2 separate regions of the Mus musculus genome follow, and region 2 is linked to region 1. Evidence: chromatin contacts called from public HiChIP or PLAC-seq data. All regions are on one chromosome and are shown on one strand. Each heading gives the region's core, a stretch centred on a gene start, on an enhancer-like site or on the middle of the called end of the contact. The rest is flanking DNA. Distances are from core to core; before and after follow the strand shown.

Region 1 (3,567 bases), core at 496-2,995:
AGGTCTCACCCCTGAAAAGAGAACAACGTTATTGTTGCCCACCCCTGTCCACACCCCCTTCCCTACTCCCTTCCCACCCCCTTTCCCACTCAGGATTTTCTGCAAACAGGATAAAATATTGATATCTTTTGCAGGTTCCACTCTTAAACAAATCTCAACCCTTCTGCTCAAAATGATTCTCATGTCCGAAGTAGGAGAATATTCTTGATTCCCTTCACCTGAAAAGATGGTAGACTCTGAGTCTGCCTCAGGCCCTGGTACCAAAGCCCTGTCAGCCTGGCACGTGGTTGTTTTATTTTACAAGGAAAGAGGCAAAGGCAGGAGCTGTCCACCCATAAACAACTATTGAGCCTCTACTGCACTTCACCTTAAAAAGAAAGAAGACACAGAAATCACATCCCATTAGGGACATAGTCAAGGATGTGGAGAAGTCCGCACAATACAGAGATATGAAGCAACACAGCTTCCAGGGGTCGCCATGGGAATGAGAAAACAGCGGCTGCGGGATGGAGAGGCTCTGAATTCTAGGGTGCTAGTTTGGGCATGGAGGCATGTCTACAAACAGGATCTATCCATCAAGAGACGTGTATGACTGCCCAGGGTTACTGGGGTAGGAGGGAGCTCTCTTCCCTCTAAGATCTACAATTCACAGGTCTTAGGTTTAAAACATTTGAGTTGAGAGGGGAGTCTGAGCCCCCAGCCTAAGGTGACTCAAAACCTACATCTATCTACATGTCTGGAGCCAGAAAATCTGGATAGAAAAAAGGTGGTGGTGGTGGTGGTGGGGATTCATGAGCACATATAGATGTTAGAATAAAGGAACAGTCAGAACAAGGCCTATCAGATCACTTTAAAAACAAGTCCCAACCAACCCACTACCGTTCTTTCTGATGCAGAATGCTTTCTCAAGATTCTTCTATGGGTGGCCCTGGGAACGACGGACATACTAGAAGTACAGACTCCAGTTCATTTCCCAGGGCGTCACTGTATAAAGCAGACACACACTTGAAAAAGTGAATTTTAGTCTACTGCATAGTAGAGACAGTTTGGAATAACTGAAAACAAAGGGCGGGCCTCAAAGGACTTGTGGAAACGAGCGTAGCAGCATTCCCGGGCTGCTCGGCTAGTCAGCGGGCCTTTGGGTAGAAGAGCGTGGAAACCCACTGACCTCGGTGAAAAGGATCGGCGGCATCCTCAGTTTTCCTATGATCTAGTTTCTGCTTGATCTGAATAATGTGTCTCTATCAACGAAACAGGCGACTGTACGCAGAAACGCCCGCGACCTTTCCCTTCCACACACATTCCTGGGTCCTCTGCTTTCGATTGTCACGCTGGTTACTGGAACTTTTGCTGCGGTTTTTACCTAACAGGAGCTCCGGGCCCTTCAGTGCAGCGCACTCCCCCCTCATCTCTAACTTTCTCTTTCTCCGGTCTTTTGTCTTTTTAGCGTCAGTGCTTTCTAAAGTCTGTGTTATCTCTAAGTTTTATTTGGAGGAATCTGAATTCTCCGAGGGACTTCGGCACCATAATTAAGAAAATCGAAAATAAAAAAATAAAGGCTTGAGACTGTAAGGAACCGGTAGAGGGCAGAGAAGAGAAAAGAAAAACAGGAAGATGATGCAACATCCAGAGCCCGGATAATTTAGAAAGGTTCCCGCCCGCGCGCTTTCAGTTTTCAATCTGGTCCGATCCTCTCATATATTAGTGGCACTCCACCTCCAATGCCTCACCAGCTGGTGTTTCAGATTACATTAGCCATGTCTGGCAGAGGAAAGGGTGGAAAGGGTCTAGGCAAGGGTGGCGCCAAGCGCCATCGCAAAGTCTTGCGTGACAACATCCAGGGTATCACCAAGCCCGCCATCCGCCGCCTGGCTCGGCGCGGTGGGGTCAAGCGCATCTCCGGCCTCATCTACGAGGAGACCCGTGGTGTGCTGAAGGTGTTCCTGGAGAACGTCATCCGCGACGCAGTCACCTACACCGAGCACGCCAAGCGCAAGACCGTCACCGCTATGGATGTGGTGTACGCTCTCAAGCGCCAGGGCCGCACCCTCTACGGCTTCGGAGGCTAGACGCCGCCGCTTCAATTCCCCCCCCCCCCATCCCTAACGGCCCTTTTTAGGGCCAACCACAGTCTCTTCAGGAGAGCTGACACTGACTTGGGTTGTACAGGTAATAACCGTGGGTTTAGACTCGGTAAGGTAAAGACGCTAGTTTTCCTTGTGACTCAACGCTACTAGGTGTTCCGCTTTTAGAGCCATCCACTTAAGTTTCTATACCACGGCGGATAGATAGCATCCAGCAGGATAGCTCACACTGGGAATTTTAATTCCTACTTAGTGTGTGAGCTGGTTGTCAGGTCAAGAGACTGGCTAAGATTTTCTTTAGCTGTTTGGAGCAGAATTGCAATAAGGAGACCCTTTGGATGGGATGACCTATGTCCACACATCAAATGGCTATGTGGCTGTGTCCCTGTGTTTCCAATGAGTGGCTGTGCTTGACCGGATATTTGGTATTGTTTCTATGGCCCCACAACCCACCTTTTATCCTTCCTCATCTTCCCAAAAGATTTTCTTCAGGCCATGTTAGAAAGCTAGCTGCCTAGATGGAGGTCACGTAACCCTCTGCGCCAAAAGGCTACGTAAGAGAGACCGGGCGTTGTCCTGCTGCTGATTGGCTCAGTGGAAGAGTTAGGCGTATGGCCTCCTGCAGAATAAAGAGCTGGCAGCAGAAGCTTGGGCCGGACAGGCGGGAGACAAGCAGGGACAAGAACGGAACAGGGATTTAAAGAGACACGTGGTGGGACACAGTGGCAAGAAGTCGGTCGGGTTAGGTAGATGGGTTAGCTGAGGGACTGTCTCAGCAAACAGGCCAACAGCTTTATTGTATCCAGATGTCTCCGGTGTCTTTACAATTAAACACCAAGCAGGACCCCCAAAAGTCCTCGCAAAACTCCTCAGTTTAGGCATGGATCTAGGAAATAGTGGACTGGGATCGAAGCTCTGCTGGGATACAATTGCAACGACATTTTAATGTCCCATAACATAAGCAAGCCAGGTGGTGACAGCTATAATCCCAGCAAGTCAGGGAGGAAACAAGGGTTAGGGGTTCAAGGACCACTTCTGCATGGTTTGGGGGAAAGCCTGAACCACAAGACCCTGTCACAAACAAAACAACAAAACAAAGCAAGCAAGCAAACAAACAAAAAACCCCTTGAGGGTTGGAGAGGGGACTGAGAGGTCCTGAGCTCAAATCTCAGCAACCACATGGTGGCTCACCATCTCTAATAGGATCCGATGCCCTCTTCTGGTGTGACTGAAGAGAGAGGACCAGTGTATTCGTATACATAAAATAAAATCTTAAAAACAACAAAAAGAAAAGAATGTATAGTCAAACAAACAAACACAAAACCAAACCACCGTGAACAATAAGTGAGTGGAGGCACACTATATTATTTAGTGAAAGAAAATCTTAGAAGCCACTCAGGTGTGTGGTGTGTTGGGACCTGTTTAGAAAGAGACTTGCCAAAACATGTGTACCGTTGATCAGATGGTGCATTTTAATTTTGAT
Region 2 (3,567 bases), core at 749-3,248, 210 kb before region 1:
TTGTGTAACCTTGAACATTGCTGCCTGGGAATCGAGCTTCTTTGTTGAACTGCTATCAAACTGTAGTCTCCCCTCCCCTAGCCTGAAACCTGCTTGCTCAGGGGTGGAGCTTCCTGCTCATTCGTTCTGCCACGCCCACTGCTGGAACCTGCGGAGCCACACACGTGCACCTTTCTACTGGACCAGAGATTATTCGGCGGGAATCGGGTCCCCTCCCCCTTCCTTCATAACTAGTGTCGTCGCAACAATAAAATTTGAGCCTTGATCAGAGTAACTGTCTTGGCTACATTCTTTTCTCTCGCCACCTAGCCCCTCTTCTCTTCCAGGTTTCCAAAATGCCTTTCCAGGCTAGAACCCAGGTTGTGGTCTGCTGGCCGAACACAACATCAAACGGGCTGTAAAAATAAAAAAAAATTAAAATTAAAAGGAGCCTGGAGATTCAGTTTACACTCTTGTGCTCTTTTGCCTGGAGTCCCCTGGTATTGTGGTCCGGTTCTTCAGGCATCCTCCATAAAGAGAGGTGAATTGCCCTTGCTCTGACCTGCCTACCTATGTCTCTCAGCTGCTAGACTTAGAGGAGCTCACAGTTCCAAATTCCACGTTCCAACAAGGAAGCAGTTTCATGAAGTTTTATACTTTTACAGAACAAACTAAGGCACAAGTCAAAAACACTGGTGGGTCCATCAGAGAGGCGGTAACAGCAAAATATGGGGAAGGTCTTCTGTAGCCCCAAATGTCAGGGCTACAGAATGACGGTCTCAGCTGGATCAGACTGGCCTGTGAGCATGTTTGTGGGGATTATCCTGATTAGATTGAGAGTCGAAGACCTGCCCACTGTGTGGCATCATCATTCTTTAGCAGTGTCCTGAACTGGATGAAAGTGGAGAGAGAGATCTAGCATTCGTCCATTGATTGGTTCCTCTTTCTTTACTAAGGATGCAAAGTGATTAGTTGCCTCAAGTTCCAACCACTGTGACTTGCACAAAACAATGGACTGTAACCTGGATCTGTGAACTAAAATTAACTTTTTCTCACTTAAATGGACCTTGCCAGGGTATTTATCACAATAGGGAAGGAAAAAGGGGGCAATTCTTTGTGTCCAACTCACCAGCAAAGCACCAGATAGTCATACAATTCTGCTCGATTTACCGGGGGGGGGGGGGGAACAACCTGGACATGCCATTCTCTTTCCTTTTTGGAATTTTTCAGGGGGAGGAGCAGGGTTTCACTATGTATCTCAGGCTGGCTTGGAACTTCACATAAGCATCAGCCTCAGCCTCCCAAGTATTGGAGTTACAGGTATCAGCCACAATGTCCGGCTTAATTTTATTACCTGTATTGAAAGTTTTCCAAAATACTCAATTGACGTAGAAAGTTTCATCTTATTTGTGATTTGTCTTAAGAAGGAAAACCCAGTATTTAAAAATATCCAAGACAGAAAAGAACAATGGTCAGGCTGCTAAGCAAGACCTCAGTGAGGATGGCTGTAAGGCAGTCCCTCCTTTCTTGGTTCTTAACACTTCTCTCAGAAAAGGCCAAGGCAGTTGCAGGGCCTCAGTTGTCTTTTCAACTCAGCCACATGCACTGTGGTCTTAGTCCAGCGCCAGGTGGTGAGAAGAGTGGACAGAGATGGCCTGTTTAACCACACAGAAACTACTTAACTTGGCTTGGACTCGAATCCACATTACTGTGGCCACAAAGCAGAGTACTAGCTAGCAACTGAGCGATCACCGCGAGCTACCGAAACACCCACAAAGACGCGGCTTTTTTACAGTCAGTCAAAGGTTAAGTGTAACAGTCGGTGGCTGCCTTTAAAAATTCAGACAGGTAAAGGTCGTCGCTCCTTCCCCATGCAGACTCCCCTGTCCTCCTCTTCCTCCCATTCTATGCCCCACTAAAAAACAAAAACAAAAAACATTCCTTCACCTCCTACAGCCGCGACTGATGCTCTGCCCTGTCCACCGTTCCCCGCCCCTCCCGTCTCGCCTCCCTGAGCACCCGCACCGCACTGCCCGCCTGCCCCACGCGCACTGCGCAGAGGCTCCAGCACACGCCCAGCGTGACCAGTCCCTCGCGCGTCCGTACTCGTGGTCTGCAAAGTACCCGACCCTAAAGCGCACTTGGGCTTCTTCGCAGAGCCCTGTTGGATCCCTGGGATCTCCCGGTGGCGGTGGGACGCAGGGGGTTCATTCCATTCCCACGAGCTTGAGAAGTGGACTCGAGGCTTGCGGGGCCCAGGGGACACCGAAGCTTCCTGCGCTGACCGCGGGTGGCAAAATCAGTTACCGGGTGGTGGGATTCGGAAAATTCACGTTCCTTTAGAGTAGCTACCCGCGGTGCTTCCGTTTTTAACTGCAGCTGGTAGCACATTATTTTTACAAAGATGCACTCACGCCTTTAATTCCAGCATTCGGGAGACCGAGGCAAGAGGCCTCTGTGAGTTCCGTGCCAGCCAGGGCTGCACAGTGAGACCTTGTCTAACAACAACAACAAAATTCCTGAGATACAGAAAAAAAAAAAAAACAAAAAAAAAAAAAACCTCTGACCAATTGTAATTTGTCCATAGCCTCAGGCCAGAAAAATCGAGTGATTTTTCTAGCACTGTTTTACATAGAGGGGATCATCAGTATAAACACTGAGGGTTGATTGTCAAGCTGGTCTTGAACTCAAAATCCTCTATTTCTGCCCAGAGAGTTCTGGAGATATAGCCAGTGTCTTTCTATTATGTTTGGGGGGAAAGTTTTTTTTCTCTTTAAATACGAATTGTCCAGTTTCCCCTTTCCTGGTTTATGATTAAAAGCCAAGCTACCGCAGTCTTTTCCAACACTGTCATTGGTGACTCCTGCGGGTGTTTGCTTCAATAGTGGAGAGATGGGTATACCACCATCACACGATGGCGTTTATATCATGTTCTGCAAATGCATCTTGCCCAGGGGTGGTACCCAGTCCTGCTCCTGTGTTCCCAGCTGTGTCGTGTTACTTTGTTTCCGTGCCTGCACAACAAACTTTCTCCCAGCTCTCGCTGACCTAGGGCAGGGCGACTCTCTGGCCTTACCCCAGGAGGAGGTGCATCAGAGGACCACAGTGCACAGGCACACAGACTCACTGTTGTATTTTTGAACAGAAACTCCCAAGATGCTTCAAGATTCTTCAATAACTGTACTTTTATCTTTATTTATTTATTTATTTGCTTTTGGTTTTTTGAGACAGGGTTTCTATGTGTAGTCCTGGCTGTCCTGGAACTCACTCTGTAGACCAGGCTGGCCTTGAACTCAGAAATCCACCTGCCTCTGCCTCCCAAGTGCTGGGATTAAAGGCATGTGCCACCACTGCCCGGCTATTTATTTATTTTTTATTGTGGTGTTCTACTCACTCAGATCCTGAGAGGACTAGCCTGGGGGAGGGGGCTGACGGCAGGGAAGGAGGATCAGATATCCTGCATATCAGATATTTACATTACCATTCATAACAGTAGCAAAATTACAGTTATGAAGTAGCAACCATAATGGCTTTATGGTTGAGGGGTCACTGCAGCATGGGAGACTGTATTGAAAGGTCTCAACGGCC

The links. HiChIP or PLAC-seq counts read pairs in DNA pulled down with a chosen protein or histone mark.
Region 2: an H3K4me3 HiChIP or PLAC-seq map of forebrain shows a contact between it and region 1, with 3 times the contacts expected there. The contact joins the enhancer-like site here to the promoter of H4c14 in region 1. A contact is called at or near these places in 9 of 39 promoter capture datasets (cranial neural crest, embryonic stem cells, frontonasal cranial neural crest and 5 more), 4 of 15 datasets of contacts at CTCF or cohesin (CD8 T cells, embryonic stem cells, large pre-B cells and 1 more), 3 of 484 Hi-C or Micro-C datasets (the G1E-ER4 cell line, bone marrow-derived macrophages and nephron progenitors), 26 of 115 datasets of contacts at active chromatin or transcription factors (the SCID.adh cell line, SST interneurons, T-cell acute lymphoblastic leukemia and 19 more) and 3 of 9 other capture datasets (adipose tissue, liver and pancreatic islet).

Annotation. Positions count from the first base shown.
Region 1 is chr3:96,261,495-96,265,061 of GRCm38.p6, reverse strand. H4c14 (H4 clustered histone 14) reads left to right here and starts at 1,745. Exons shown (of 1, transcript NM_033596.3): 1 at 1,745-2,128. The coding sequence starts at 1,758. The coding sequence ends at 2,069.
Region 2 is chr3:96,473,637-96,477,203 of GRCm38.p6, reverse strand. No RefSeq gene overlaps it. Among named protein-coding and RNA genes, the nearest start is that of n-TQctg3, 4.0 kb to the left of the region's middle. Within about 2 kb of position 1,998, at least 17 of the 459 cell types and tissues checked have an H3K27ac peak or open chromatin away from gene starts, as enhancers often do.